Linked DNA regions of Sus scrofa: all the other regions are linked to region 2. Evidence: chromatin contacts called from public Hi-C and HiChIP or PLAC-seq data. All regions are on one chromosome and are shown on one strand. The core of a region is the stretch at or near the end of the contact, and the rest is flanking DNA. Distances in the headings are between cores, read along the strand shown. Region 1 overlaps PJA1 (E3 ubiquitin-protein ligase Praja-1). Region 2 has its middle 150 kb from the start of EFNB1. Region 3 holds the start of EFNB1 (ephrin-B1).

Region 1 (3,099 bases), core at 200-2,699, 170 kb before region 2:
AAGGGAGTAGGTTTGAATGTTTGGCCTTTTGCTTCAGATCTCTCTCTCTTTCCAATAAATATACCTTTTCAGGCACAGGTGAAGTTCTTCCCCGTCATATTTACCTTCCTTCCTCCACAGAGGTAAGCACTACCCAGGAAATGGTGTGTTTACTTCTTGTCTGTGTTTTTAGATGTGTGTGAGTGTGTGTGTGTGTATTAGTGTATATATGTATGTATACATGTGTATTGTATCTCCATAACTGATATAGAATGTTTATGTTTTTTTAAATGGACATAATTGCTAGAATGTATGTATCATTTTGCAACTTGATTTTTTTCATTCAACATTGTTTTTGAGATTTAGCCATTGTGATACAAACATTTTTAATTGCTGCATACTAGATTTTCCACTGTGGGAATGGGTTCATCCCAGTATTTTGCAGCAGTGAACATACTTAACTTTGTGTACATGTATGAGTTTCTCTAGGGGTAAATGTACAGAGGTGAAATTTGGGGGTCTTAGGGTTAGAGCATCTTCATTCTAACTAGATATTGCCAACCTGCTCTCCAAAGCGATTGTACTAATTGATACTGCTACCAACAGTTTGAGAACTGTTTTTGGCTCCAACAGCTTGGATACTGCTAATGATCAACCTCACAGGCAATCAGTGATGTGTAAATTAATACGACAATGAAACTGATTGTGTCTACCAGAAAGCAGTAGTTTTTCATGGTGGTAATAATCTAGTGTGGGCTGGAAGGAGAAAAAAATGGGAGCACTCGTGTGGGGGGTGTGAATGTGAACGAAAGCAGCCTTTTTGGAGAGCAGTTTGAGGAGTAGCTAGCTATCTTTCAAAATGGAAAATGGTGCGTGTCCCTGAGTGCAAATTAGATACGGTGGTAGTATGGAATTAGTGCTATGCAACAGTTATAAACTGTATGGACTGCTATGGAAAGATCTCCAAAACATGTTAAGTTAAAAAAAAAAAGCAGCATATTGTAGAGCAATATGTACAATCTTGATGTAAAATAAAATCTTGCAAAACTGAACTATATGTGAGAATGCATAAAAGTGTTTGGAAGCCTAACTGATGGCAATGTTTACCTCTGGAGAAGGATAGGGGATTAAGGGAAAGGAGTGAGGCTTTTGATTTTTTTCCCTCCCCGAAATAGTTAATCTGCCGGATTTTTTTTTTCCAGTGTCAGTGTATTTTCATGAATGTTAACAAAATAAGTCAAATCAAAAAAGTTTCCAATTGATAAAAAAGAAAGAATTTTTCTATCTCTGCAAGTATGGAAACGTGGTGGAAGCCACCGTCCTTATTTTTGCTGCAGCTGGTCAAGCTGCTATTTATAACTTCATCCCTCACAGCCATTCTGTGTTCCCCCTTGGCCTCCAGCCAGCACCTCAGCTGTCATGGTGACTCCGAAGTCTGTGACCTTGGAGGGACCTCATTTGGGTGGGGTTGTGGTGGTTGGCCTAATATTAACCTCTGCAGTCCCTTGACTGGAACCACACAAGGAGGGGTGTTAGGAACCCTCTTGCAGCCTGGTCGTTCTCCTCCCTCCTCCTTGAATAGTGGTGGCCCCAATTTCCCTTAGAGTCAGAATTAGTAAATCCATGGAAGGGGACTTCTCCTCAGCCCCTGCGGGTCCCCTGTTGGATAAGCCCATGGCTGCAGAGAGTCAAACCAGAGGTCAGGCTCTCCCGACTAGGGACATCAACAAGGCCTGAGACTCAGGTCCCCAGACCCAGCAGCCTGAGCCGAGACCTCAGTCTCATCACATCCGACATGGGGCGTCTGTCTGGGGGGAGGAGTCAGAGGACCGGAAGGTTTACTAAGGCGGGTGGTGGCCCAGAGCTCCTGGGAGGGATGTAGCCATGTCCTTGGCTGCCCAGTTCCCTTGTTCCTGCCAGTTTCTGACTCTCTGTCCTCTCTGACAATTCCCCAAGTTCCCCCATAGCTTTCCAATAAAACCATTCTGCTTAAATTAACTAGAGTTGGTTTCCATTGCTTGTAACTAAGAACCCCAAGTGGCATGCTTACCATCACCCTAGCCCTCTGTTATGCATGTTTTCTTACTCATATGAGAGATCCCTGATGGCCAAGGGTCAGGTGGTTTCTGTTTACAGTGCAGTGGACCCATTATTGACACCTCCTGCCATGGTTCTAGAACAGCAGGCCTTGGGTGCTTCTGTACACAAAGCAGACACTTTTGAGAGTACATTATTTGGTATATTGATTGAAGGTGCCACCCACCACACTGCACATCTTGGTTTCTGGACATGTTTCCTGGCTGCGGAATAAACAGCCTCCCATTTTCTTTGCTGATTTGGAGCAGAAATCCCTTCATCTTGTGAGAGAGCACCCCAGCTTCCTGACATGGTCCCCACAGCTGGCACTACAGCTGGATCATCCTAAGGTCCTTCCTGGCTCTAAGGCTCCGCCTTCTCTCAGCCCTCTGTTCCAGCTAGATCCTTCTCCGTTTGTGTCAGCACCTCTGACCTGAAATGTCCTTTCCAGCTCTGTCAATTCTTTCCGTTCTCTAACAAGTCCTGTTCTCAGGCCAGCTCCTGAAAATAATCTTTTCTGATGCTCCCAGCTCTCTGCACCCCATCCCTATGAGTCCTTGCAGTCAGGTGCTCTCTATGTCTGAGTCATTTCCATAGACCTGGCTCTCAATGCTGGCCTCAAAAGGGTTCAGCAGCATTTGCTGAGGATGAATGAGTTCCTCCCCAAGGTAAGTTCAGGGGCAGGGGTGGTGTTCAGAGAACCCAGGAAATGTCCTGGGGCCCTGCCCCAACCAGGAACAGGGTGCCCCCCTACCCCCAGCCTCTGCAAGCCCCCCCCCCCACTGGCCATCCTCTACTCCTCACACCCTCTGTCCCAGTTTCTGTTTGTCCTGCTGAATCCCCAGTGTTTCAGAGGCTGTTCTCAGGCCCAGGGCCAGCGCCTAGGAAGTGGTGGTGATCTCACACATGGAGAAATGCATGGCAAGCAACCTCAGTATACTCCTCTTTGACTTGACTTGAAACTCTTGACAAACACGGGGCTGATAGGGCACTTGTTAATCTGCCACCTCACCCCTGCCTCTGCCAAGGCCTGGTGTGGAGCAA
Region 2 (3,060 bases), core at 295-2,794:
GGAGGGAGACCCGGGGTAGGAGAGTTAGACTACTGTCCATGCTCTCTGCCCCAACAGGGAGCTGAGTGAGGGGCTGGAGATAGAGGCCTCTGCTCATCTCCCTTCTGGCCCTGGCCTCTCCAAAAGGACTGTGGGCAGCCAAAGGAACAGGAGAAAAGAAGGCACATTGCTTCTCTTGGGGAGGGTTTGGGAGGGTTGCTGGAGAAGGAAGCTATACCTGATATTCTAAGGTGCTCTGGAGGGTCTATGAAGATGTTTCTAGGGTTTCACCCAAAATGAAGTATTTTATACCAAACTATGAAGATGTAAGCAATCTGAGGAACTAATCAATTATTTTTTTTAAAGTCTGATTTACTGGGGTCTTAATTCAGAGCTACGTGGGGTTTTCTTTTGTTGTTGTTTTGGTTTTGCTTTTAGGGCTGAACCTGCTGCATATGGAAGTTCCCAGGCTAGGAGTCAAATTGGAGCTACAGCTGCCAGACTATGCCACAGCCACAGCAACAAGGGATCCAAACTGTGTCTGTGAACTACACTGCAGCTCACAGCAAGGCCAGATCCTTAACCCACTGAGCAGGGATCAAACCTGCATCCTCATGGATACTAGTCAGGTTCGTTACCACTGAGACACAACGGGAAACTCAGAACTATGTTTTTTAAGAGGAAAAGAAGAAAGAAAAAAGCTTGAAAGCTACAGCTGCGGCCCAGCACTTTTGGTGAACAGCTCAGGAGAGGCAGTGCCAAGGTTGCACTGGACGCTGCACCATCCATAGCCCTTTCTCATCCCTGGGGTCCCAGGAGTGGTGCCTGGGGAAGTGGCTTTGGAGAAATACAGCAGCTCTCTCCAAGCTTTGAGGGGGGGAGCTGGGCATTGGGCATGTGTAGGTTTGGCCTGAGATGGGAGTGGGAGGAGGAGGACTGAGGTAGGAGCCCAGGGATAAGTGGGTGCTGCCCAGAGGAGTTGGCGGGGTTAAGGAATCCAGACTGGCCCTGCAAGGGAGGTTCCCCAGCCTAGGGGCTGCTGCTCAGCTGCCCGGCAGGCCTGGCCCCTCCAGCGTTGCCATAGTGCTCTGTGGGTCTTCCCAGCAGCCTGCCAGGCGGAATGCGGCCTGGACGTTTCCCAAGGAATGTAATCAAGATGTAAATGGGGGGCCAGGAGGAGCTGGTCGATAGGGTTGTCACCTCCTCAGGCCTGTGTAGAGTCGGAGTGAGTTTGGACTGGCCTAACCGGGGAAATCTCCTGGTTGGGCTCTGCTCTGGGGCAGAGAGGCTGTGAGTGCCAACTTCCCCCTAGGCAGGTCCTGGGAGATGGGAGACGCCTAGCTGGGCAAGCCCCCGGGTCCCTTGTGGGCCCTCTTGCCCACCCATTTCCTGGTACCCAGTGGAGCCTATCACCCCCTGGGTGTGGGAGGTGAACTGGTGACATCTGACAGAAATGTGCAGGGGCTTCAGGTCAGCTTGGTCTTATTAGTGGAGTTCAAAGGAAAGCTCCCAGGAGGCCTAGAGCTTACAAGTCCAGAGGTGCAGGCCTGGGCTGCCCCCACCAGGACTGCCACTGTGGGTTTGTCTGCTTGTGTTGTCTGGGACCAAGGCAATAGAGTATAGAGCTGGCTGGGGCAGGGGACTGAGGTACTCTCAGGCAGCCCTTTGCCCCTCTATGAGTGGCAACGTGAACTCTGGATCTTCCTGATGGCCTGTGAGACACTGCTCTTGGATGAAGCTTGGAGAGCCACTCTGAGCTTGAGATGTCCATGACCAAGGTACCTGCTTCCCTATCACTGCCAGACCTTAGGACTGGCAGGCTTCCAGGGCCAATGTAGCAGTTATGCAGCTGGAATCTTCTGGGGCAATCCCAAATCCTAATGTGTGGTTACTTCCACAAAGAAACATCAAAGTGAGCCTTGGACACCAGGATATTTTGGAATTCAAATGTTGAAGGCCTTTCTGGCACCTCTGAACTCACTCTGAGGAGCCCCCATCTGAGTTATATCTCTGGTCCAGTCTCTGTTCTGTCACTTACGAGATTTTATAGGCCTGGACAAGCCCTTTCTCCTCTCAGACTCCGTTTTTCTCATCTTTTAACTGAGGAACTCAGAAACCAATTGCCTTGAGCTCAGTCGTGGCTGTGATACTCCCTGTCAGACATTACTGGGACTTGCCAGGGATGAGACCTCTGACCCATCGGCTCTTCCTTTCCAGGAGGTTATGAATTAGTCATCAACCCTGTAACCAGACAGCTCTTGACTGAGGTTCTCCCAGAAGCTTCCTGGGAGTGTGACTGTAGGCAAGTCATTTTTCACCCTGAGGATTACTTCCTCAGCTCTGAAGGAAACTATCTTGAGTGGTTTTGAGAATGAAAGGAAGCCATGTGTGGAGTAGCTAAATCAGTGCCCTAGAGCAGGGGCCCAGGAGGTGTGTGTGGGAAGAAGAGTCTCTGAGGTGCTCAGAGGACCCAGGAGCTAGTCCCTATCACTGAGCACTCTGGAGGTCAGAGCTTAGGTGACATTTTTACCCACTCTCCCGAGGAGTGGAACAGCCCTTTGCCAGGCCTGGAAAAGAGCTCATTTTTGCAGAAAGTGCAAAGCCACCAAGGTCTTCCCCAGACAGCAGTGTCTGCCTCTTGCTGCTGGCCAGAGGACTAGTTCCTCCCCCAGAGTGGCCTCTAGCCAGTGTCCACAGCCCTGCCTCACCAGGCCAGGAACCAAAAAGGAAACAACATTCAAGGCCTCAGATTCCTGGCCCTCTCATTTCACTCCGCATGCAGATGGCCCACAGTTTGGCAGAAGCAAGCTTATAGCCTCACCATCGAATCACCAGCCTGGGCATAGGCAGTGAAGGGACCAGAGGGCACCGTCCATGTGCAGACACTTGACTCTTTTCCTCCCACTTCTTGCTCGCTTGCTCACTCTCATTTCCCACCCTCTCTCTCTCTTTTTATTCTTTCTTCCTCTCCCACCTGTCTTCTCTACACTCGGCTTCCCTCTCTGCAGGATCCGTACCTGCATGTCTTTGTCTGGACTTCAGTCTGGCTGGGTTTTCTTCAGCCTTTAGTCTTCCACGTCT
Region 3 (3,160 bases), core at 387-2,886, 150 kb after region 2:
GGCCTTGAAGTGCTCCCCTCCCGCCGGCTTCGGTGTCGCTCTTCTCCGCCCCGCCGGCCAGGAAGATTCACTGGGCAGCCGCCCCCAACCCGGGCATGAGCTGCGGCCTCCGAGGGCTCGCTCCCCTGGCCTCTCCGCCGCACGAGGCGCGACGGGGGCTGTGAGCCCCCGGGTGATCCCGCCGGATTCCGCTCGGCTTTCCGAGACTGTTTGGGACTGCGCGCCTTCTCCCCAATGGGGTCTCGTCACTGGAGACTCTGCGGTCGCCCAGAAGCCTCGACCGTTTCGGGATCGGCACCCTTGGGAAGAAGTGGGAGTCTCCCCAACACACGAACTCGTTCCGGGGGCTCCCGACCGGAGCGCCCAGGCACGGGCTCCGTTCCTCCAGGCCACACTGAGACTCCGGGCTGTGCGCCCCCCGACAGCTTCTACTTCAGCGCGGGCCCCGCTCAGTGTACTTATAAGAGCGGGGAGACGCTGCCGAGCGAGCAAGTCCCATCAGTTTGCACCTCTGAAGCCTCGGCCGGGTGGCCCGGCAGTCCAGCCGCCGAGTCCTAGCTCCCCGACGATTGCGCCCGAGGGTCTGAGGCCAGTGCGAGGCTCACACACCTCCCACTGCTGTCCAGCGCGCATAGACTCCCTCCGCCGCGGCTGAGCTGTCTACTCCCCTGCTCAGGCGAACGCAAGGCCAACCCTACTCATCTTAGCCAATAGCAAGCTCCGTCACGGGGTCCTTGCCCCGCACCACGCCCCCAAGAACAGGAAGGGGGTGGGGTTTCAGGGAGCTCTTAAGGACGCCGCGCTCTCGATGGCACCAATTTGAGTGTGCGGCTTGTGCGGTTAGGTGTGGGTCCCGCCTAGTCCGTTTCCAGAGCGCTCAGCCCGTGGGAAGTTGGTGCTCCTCTTGAGCTGTCGGCCTGTTCTCCTCCCCGCGCGCCTGGCCCGCTGACCTGGGCTAGACAGGCCCTGTCCTAAGTATTCCGGGAAAGTACTGCCATTCTTTTTTTACACACGCGAGCCCTGAAGTCCTGCTCCCGTGCCCACCTCAGTGGCAAGGATAGCTTGTATACTCTCAGTCCCGTAGGTCTCTGGTGGGCTTTCCTCCTTCCGCCCTCGCAGTGCGGGTCCGCTTGCAAATGGACTCGGAGTCCTGAAAAGACAAACCAATCGCGGTGGGTGGTGGAATCTCAGAGGAGTCAAGTACGGAAAAGGGGAGGGAGGAAGATGAGTTCTTCGCCCCTGGGGACCAGGCCTTGGGAGTCTCAACTTTGGGGAAGAGCTTTGTGGAACAACGGGGGCCCAGTTTTGGGGTCTGGCGTTGTCTCAAGGCGCGGGCAAAGCCCCAGGATACGGCAACGGGGATTAGAGGGCACCTCGGTAAAGAAAGACACCTGGAGAGCAAAGAGGAAAAGGCGCAGGGCAGAGGCGCCTTTCGAAAAAGCAAAAGCGGGCGCCCTCGCCCCAAGACTGCGGACTCCAGTTCCTCCCGGCCTCGCCATCTGGGTCTTTGTCTCCCAGCCCTGGCCCATTCTCCCCGCCCCTCCTCACTTCCTTGCTTATAACTTTGGCTCCATCCCACAGTTCAGACCCTCCCGGTCCGACCCGCTCTCCTGGGTCGGACCACAGCAGACATACACACGTGCTAACGTCTCCCTCTACTGGTCTTCCATAGCACTGCGGGCGCCTGGGACCGACTGAGAGCACCCACCCCAACAAGAGCATGGCTCACAGCAGCCTGGCACAGGCACTTGAACGCAAGACCTGGGATAGGGGAGGTGGCTTTGGCAAGAACAGAAGCCCGGTATGGGGAGGAGAAGAGATCACTAGGAGGAAGATCTGGGTTTGGGATTGACTCAGGGACTGCCAGGCTGCAGAGGATATAAAGTTTTCTTGCTGCTGCTTTATGGAAATAATTAGGTGAATGACATTCCCGAAGTGCTCGCCATTTACACAGTTTCCTGTCCTTGCACTTAAATAGGAGACTGAGCTACTGAGTTTCTCACTGGATCCTCTGATGATCTCTTTAGCTCATAGAGTGGGCCTGTATTTGGGTGGAAATAAAAAGGGAGAAGGGGGTTCCTCCCACTTTCAGGGACAGAGCCTGGAAGATCTGGGTAGAAAGGGAAGAAGAGGAGCTGTTTAAAAATCTCCCAGCTCCCAGATGGACCCCTTATTGGGGTGTGAGCAAGGAGAGACAAAAACTAGCTGCAGGGATATACCCATCATCCAGCTTGAAGACTAGGATTGCCACAAGTGTATGGCAGTACAGCAAAACCTGAGGATGAAAAACAGTCTGAGTACCTACTGTGTGCCAAGAACCATAGTAGAGGCATATCCCTTCAGAATCCTTTAGGCTCAGGAAGAAGTGATTCATCTGAGGTCACAGAGCTGATCAGTGGTAGAAGCAGGATTTGGCCCCAGACTTATCTGTCTCCAAAGCCTATGCCTGTTTCCCTGTACTATACCCACTCGCCACACTTCCAGCCCCTTCTTGCTTCCTTCCTTGCTTAATCCATTCCTAGTTGAAAGCTGGTTCATGCCTGGAAGGAAGTGGCCTTCAGGATGGCCAGGATTCCACTCTTCACTTCCAGTCTTCCAGAAGGTTTCTAGGCCTAGGAAAGTTCGTCTTTGTTCCTGGCCACATCCTCAAGTTTCCAGCTAAAATCATCACCACCAATCCAAGAACCAACTTTAGATTCCACTACCAGCACTCCCAGTGCCCGTCAGGAGGCAAGCCCAAGACCTGGTGGGGGATGGGGCAGATGAGGCTATGCTGCCAGACTTAGGAAACATGGGAATACAGCAGCAGCTCCTGAGGGTGCCAACACCTCATCCTGGGTGGGGAGGGCACAGAGGAAAGAACAGACTCTATGTCTAGGCCTGCTTTGCACGCTGGTCACCCCTGGTCACGGCACAGTCTTTCTGCCTCAACCTGTCCACCAGAGCCTCAGTAGCAAGGCTGGGCCTACTCCATCCCGCTGCCAGGGCCAATGACTCCAGGCCCCCACCTCCTGCCCCACCCTAGCAGGGCCTCTGATGTAGTGATTCATGCCCCTGAGGTAGGGAAAAATTACTCCCCAACGAAGCTAGAGAGGAAGTCAGGACCTATGGGGGCTGTGGACCCTCTCTTATCCAAGCTCTCTCTGTTTCAGTGATAGTC

What was found. A called contact is a pair of places that touch in the nucleus more often than the background predicts. HiChIP or PLAC-seq counts read pairs in DNA pulled down with a chosen protein or histone mark.
Region 1: a contact with region 2 is called in a Hi-C map of fetal heart ventricle, with 2.3 times the contacts expected there. The contact joins two enhancer-like sites. A contact is called at or near these places in 1 of 5 promoter capture datasets (liver) and 1 of 47 Hi-C or Micro-C datasets (fetal heart ventricle).
Region 3: a contact with region 2 is called in an H3K27ac HiChIP or PLAC-seq map of skeletal muscle, with 6 times the contacts expected there. The contact joins the promoter of EFNB1 here to the enhancer-like site in region 2. A contact is called at or near these places in 1 of 5 promoter capture datasets (liver), 7 of 47 Hi-C or Micro-C datasets (embryonic fibroblasts, heart right ventricle, liver and 1 more) and 1 of 2 datasets of contacts at active chromatin or transcription factors (skeletal muscle).

The regions. Positions count from the first base shown.
Region 1 is chrX:55,272,226-55,275,324 of Sscrofa11.1, reverse strand. PJA1 (E3 ubiquitin-protein ligase Praja-1) reads left to right here. Exons shown (of 3, transcript XM_005673705.3): 3 at 1-1,031. Among named protein-coding and RNA genes, the nearest start is that of PJA1, 6.8 kb to the left of the region's middle. Within about 2 kb of position 1,449, at least 12 of the 83 cell types and tissues checked have an H3K27ac peak or open chromatin away from gene starts, as enhancers often do.
Region 2 is chrX:55,097,950-55,101,009 of Sscrofa11.1, reverse strand. No RefSeq gene overlaps it. Among named protein-coding and RNA genes, the nearest start is that of EFNB1, 150 kb to the right of the region's middle. Within about 2 kb of position 1,544, at least 20 of the 83 cell types and tissues checked have an H3K27ac peak or open chromatin away from gene starts, as enhancers often do.
Region 3 is chrX:54,945,815-54,948,974 of Sscrofa11.1, reverse strand. EFNB1 (ephrin-B1) reads right to left here and starts at 1,636. Exons shown (of 5, transcript XM_021079969.1): 1 at 1-1,636.